Linked DNA regions of Drosophila melanogaster: region 1 is linked to region 2. The links are chromatin contacts, called in public Hi-C maps. All regions are on one chromosome and are shown on one strand. The core of a region is the stretch at or near the end of the contact, and the rest is flanking DNA. Distances in the headings are between cores, read along the strand shown. Region 1 overlaps eag (ether a go-go). Region 2 overlaps dpr8 (defective proboscis extension response 8).

The links. Hi-C and Micro-C count contacts between places; a contact is called where the count stands out from the background.
Region 1: a contact with region 2 is called in a Hi-C map of the Kc167 cell line, with 1.8 times the contacts expected there. The contact joins two enhancer-like sites. A contact is called at or near these places in 2 of 107 Hi-C or Micro-C datasets (the Kc167 cell line and wing imaginal disc).

What each region holds. Positions count from the first base shown.
Region 1 is chrX:14,987,979-14,990,678 of dm6, reverse strand. eag (ether a go-go) reads right to left here. Exons shown (of 17, transcript NM_078603.4): 5 at 247-359. Among named protein-coding and RNA genes, the nearest start is that of eag, 34 kb to the right of the region's middle. Within about 2 kb of position 1,363, at least 4 of the 39 cell types and tissues checked have an H3K27ac peak or open chromatin away from gene starts, as enhancers often do. A contact at or near this core is called in the Kc167 cell line, where this site is marked.
Region 2 is chrX:14,327,975-14,330,674 of dm6, reverse strand. The region is part of intron 2 of dpr8 (defective proboscis extension response 8); the gene reads right to left. Among named protein-coding and RNA genes, the nearest start is that of dpr8, 7.1 kb to the right of the region's middle. Within about 2 kb of position 1,429, at least 2 of the 39 cell types and tissues checked have an H3K27ac peak or open chromatin away from gene starts, as enhancers often do. A contact at or near this core is called in the Kc167 cell line, where this site is marked.

The sequences.
Region 1 (2,700 bases), core at 114-2,613, 660 kb before region 2:
TTTGTAATTCAATTTAAAGACTGCAATTTCTGCTTAAATAATTATTCCAAAGCAATAGCTGATTTTTCTACCATAAGTGTGTTGTCGCAAAAAAAGGACAAAGGACCTTTTGCATAGCAGGGCGACTTTGATTTGGGTATAGCATTAGCTTCAACTTTCGGCCATTAGGCGCAGGCAATTTAGCACACAACAATCGATCTTGGTAAGGGGGTCAAAGGCCAGTGCACTTCCCAAAAGTATACTCACTGTTCTTCTTGTACAGCAAAATCTCGAACTGATCCTGCTGTTGGTTCTCCAGCGTGTACTCCAGCCGTCCCACCGTCTCCTTGTCTGTCAGCTCGCCATACATGAAGCCGCATCTGTTGGGTTTTTTTTTTGTGTCCAAGGATGTGAATGTGGATGCAACGATGCCAGAATGCCAGAATGCCAGGTTGCCAGGTTGCCGGGCAGGAGATGCCAGAAGAAATAGAAAGAGATGTGGAGAGCAGACGAGGTATTATTCTTGGTTAGCTTTACATTGGTTGCATGCCACAAATGCACACACACACACACACAGCAACAACAACAACACACACGCAAACCTATATGAAAATCAAACACACATATGCACATGAACACCAGGGCAAGCACATGCAGCGGAAAATGGGAAAACAGCAAGCGTTCCAATTGGAGGAAAACATGCCGAACAAAACAAGATTGATGCACCTGGGGCCCATCGAGCAAAAATACGAAGAAGCTTCACTGCGCACAGCAAAATGTATTAAACAAATATCAATTTAATGCACCGCTGCTCAACCGATGGGGTCACACATTTCCTTGGGACTCAGGTCAATAATTTATATATTATATTAGGCCAAGGAGTAGTAGAAACACATAAAGAAATTCCGAGAGCTAAAGAAAATTAATTGCATTTGGTTAAAATAAGAATATATTTCCTAACTTTGAATTTTTAGTTTATTCATTGAAAGCACACTCTTTTCGAACAGTGTTGCCTTTACCTGGATTATTGAAATCAAAAACTGTATTCCGATATTTGATACTCCCAACATACGGCCGAAAGTTATGCGTGGAAAACTTTTCCCAGCTTTCCCCAACGTAAAGTTGATTACTATAAGCGCGCTGGTTGGCTTTCTTATGCATATTCTGTGAATACCTTTTGTTGAATGTATTATTTTTCGTTCGCTTTTCCAATGAAAACCAAATAATTAATGATCGAGTTTCTGGGCTAAACAGGGGACTAAACTTTCGTTGCCTATGTGTATTGACTTGGAAAAGTCAGCTCAAAATCGGGACAGGGAAACCACTTGCAGTGTCGAACAAAAAGTGTTGCATACTTTTCGGGCCAGGCTTGATGACGTCAGCGGCGAACGAATTGAAACGAGAACGCAGCCGAAGGAAATGTGGGAAAGCATGAGCAGGGAAGTGGAGATGGAGGAGCAGTAGTTAATTTCTGTTGTTTTGCTTTACTCGTGCCACGAACAAAAGTTCAACAAACTACGAAACGGCGACGTCACGGGTTCGTTAATATGTGTGTGTACATTGTGTTCGCACATAGACACATAGGGGCAAAAAACGAAATTGGGTTACAAAGCAAACAAAAAACAGGTCCTGGATTCGGGGATATGGCCATAGATATATTAGATATACGTGTATATATGTATGTACATACGTATAGATATGGATGCACAAAGTGTTTATGTGCTCATGGGTGGAGCACAGTAAAAGCCCTCGACAAGCACTCGAAATTCTATTATTTTCTAGGGGGTCCAACGAAAAGCACTCAACGAAAATCCCTAATTCAATCTAACATATACTGGGGGAGCCGTGCACAAAGGCCTTTACTCGGTGAAAATGCACTTAAGTGATTTCGAAACCCTTTTTTTCATGGCGCCAAAAAGTGTGCGATGAAATTCCAAAGACAGGATTTTTGTTCTAAATCAAATGTAAGTAAGTGCGCATGGCAAAGGAGTATTATTTTAAACTCTTGAAATTGTTAAAAATTTTCATAGGGCATTAAGTCGAGCACCTAGTCGTATACGCAATCTTGTTGGCCTTTCTAACAGTTACAAAACATTTTCTAAGCCTTAGCTGAATAGAAATACACATATAACCATGATGAATGGTAGAAACACTATTTTATCAATAGTGAAAATATAGTGATTCCTAACGAGTTTATACTGTACAGTAAACTTTAGAGCAACAAAAGGCGATTTGCGTTGCGCCAAAAGAAATTGCATTGAAGCAAATGTCGAGTGAAAATCAAACGTTTCCTTTGGTTCTTTTTTTGTTTTTTTTTTTGCATTTCTTCATCCACTTTCTTCTGTTTCCTTTCTTTCTATTTGTGCTTTTCTTTTTAGCTGGCCACTGTTTTCTGGTTGCCTTTGGCCGTCATTCCAGTTGTTTCATTGCATTCTTTTTGTGTTTTTTGGATCACACGCGACCAGAGAACAGAAACAAATAAAAAGAAGGACAACAACAAAAGTGGGTCACAGCAACAACAACACTGGCGGATTAAGCGAAAGAACGAGAGGGATAGAAAGTGGTGCCCAGTGTGTGAAGGAGATGGCAGTTGCGCTAGCTAAACGGCAGATTGGCATTAAAAACTTGTATTTTTTTCCACCTGGGGAATTTTCGGGACCGCTGATGCTGCAGCAGGTGAGCTGACGAACGAACCGTATTTCTATTCTTTTTTAGGGCCGC
Region 2 (2,700 bases), core at 180-2,679:
ATGCAGCTGCCGTCTGTAAGACAATAGCTACCATTTCTCCTCATGGCCATATCCCTTGGCTTATTATACAAGGAGCCAACCAACCGTAACTCAGACACCGCTGAGACTGAGGTTGCAGCTCCTGCTCCTGCTCCATCGCCATCTCCAGTTCCATTCCCATTTCATGATTCCCTTTTGCCCGCCGGGTTTACTTTGCACGCAACATTTTTCACAGCGAGCGCTATTTTCGGTGTTTGGGTGTGTGTGAGTAATGCCATCCTCTTTCGCCCAGCAAAGGATAACCATTCCCATTGCTATACCCATACCCATGCCCATGCCCATGCCCATGCCCATACGAATGGTAACTTCTCATGTCCAGCGAGCTGGCATTCGCAGGACATGAGGAGTTGGTATTTGGTCAATGCGTCAGTTTTACGGCTCGTAATGCTTGTAATTGATTGTTAATGCCGCACTTAACCCAGACTCCAGCTGAGTTGGCCAAAAGGACAATCGTCCTGTAGCTCCGGCCATGTGCCCCTTTTCCCCCATCTTCACTCCATCTACTTTTCCCCACTGAGCCGTGTGCGTGGCTTGGCTTATTTATTATTTAAGGGCTGGATTGCGTGTGCAATTGTTGAAATTCCTTTTTAAAAATAACACACAGAAATCAGTTAAGAGTAACCAAATGAGGGGCAATATAAGCAGCGCTGAGCGGTGCAAAAGAAGCGGCAACAAATAAACAGGGCCAAGGATTGTTGGTTGGGCTTATCGGCCGGCTCAGGACCAGAAACAGAAACACAAATGGAATGAAAACCAGAATCTGAGCTGCAGCTTCGACAATGACATGCATATTTTATCTAAATGCACTGAGATAAACCATCGATGAGTTTATCATTTTGATAATTATGATAACAACATTTTATGTTTGTGAGTGCTATCCAAAAGTGCTAACAATTACCAACTATTATCTTATTTGTATTTTTGCACTGATATCGATAGAAAACTCCTTTTCTCACTGCACCACTGGACCAGGGCTCTTGTGGTGTCCTCCATGTGGCAGAAACAAACGGAAACGTTAATGCCGGCAATATAATAAAGGATAATGCAGCAGGAATTGCAACTCCGCGCCGGGATTCCTTGCTGCACACTAAACAGCCCGGCACAACTGAAATGACAATAAACAAAAATGCAGCAGCCACAACTGTTGAACTGGGCGAAAACAGAAATCCGAAGAGAAGAGTTGGAAAAACTGAAAGCTGGAAAAGTGAAAAACTGAAAGCTGGTAAGATGGTGCAATGGAAAGATGGACGCGTAGCTGGAATGGCCGAGAATGGCAATTTGGTATGGCTGAAATGCTCAAAATGCTGTTCTCGTTGCTTGGCCTTTTCATTTCTTCGTTTTGCTTGCGCTTTTCGTTTATTGAATTCGCAGCATGGCAACAATGGCAACAATTTCTGTTGCATACTTTTCAGAGCCACTCTGTGAGCTACCCACCCAATCACCACTGTGGATATCAGGATATCCTGGGCCAGCGAATTATAACAACAATGTGGTGAACAGCGGGCAACAGATTAGCCCTAGCAACAAATCATTATAAACTATGCAAGACAGCAAATAGATTACTGCAAACTATTAAAATATCATCGATGTGCAGTGCACGCCATTTACAATGCATTCGGATTCCGATGAAAATCGGTCAAGGTTCAAGGATTTTCAATTATTCGGATTTATTTTGCAATGTAATGAAATCCGTTGATTGGGCACTTCAAACCGAATACGAAACGGCCAATAATTTTGCACTAGAAATAGGCTTAATAGCTTGCAATGGAAACTTGACTCCTGTTCTGTATTTCAGTTAAATCACACCTTTTAATAATAAATCACTACTCGTGAAGTATTTTCTCAAAATCCCTATATAGATATTCAGTTGCATAACTGAACTACCATTCTCCACCAAGTGGCGATAGCAGTGACCCGAAAGAACCAAAAAACATTGCATACGATGAGATTACAAGCCACCAGGATGCCTAATCCTTTTAAATGACATTTCGTTATTCAATCCGTGTTCCAGTGCGGATCTGAAACAAGAATGTCCTGGCAGCATTTAGTCGGCTTGTTTTGTTGTTCCTGATTCCTGATTCCTGAATCCTGTAACCTGCAACTCGAATGCTGAATCCAGATGACTGGACCATTACGGCCCGGAATGGAAAGATAACCGATTTGCTTTCGTTGCTCTGGTCGCAGCAAAAACAATTACGGCAAATCAGATGACGATGACAATGGCCGGGGTCTAAAAATACAACCACGGCAACGAGATACGGAACGGAGCAGCTCGATTTCGTTGTATCCCGTATCTGTGAGATAGATGTGTTTTAAAGTAAGTAACTAGGCGAGCTTCCTTGCCGGTCGGCCATCCAGCTATCAGCCCATCAGTCCACAATCAAAATCACCCAAACACTCAAAACACCCCACCCTAAACAACAACAACAACAACAACAAACAACAGCAACTGGAATTCCTGGGCAAAAAAAAAAGTGGGCGAGCCAGTACCAACGCTATCAAAGTCGTTGAAATGAAAATGAAGATGAAATAAAATGGAAAGCACAAACAGTGAAAAAACTAAAATTTTCTATGCTGTAAACGAAATTGAAAATGAACAAGCGGAGCGAACACGGACATGGACATGGGAAGCGGACACCGACACAGAGACAACAGCACCAA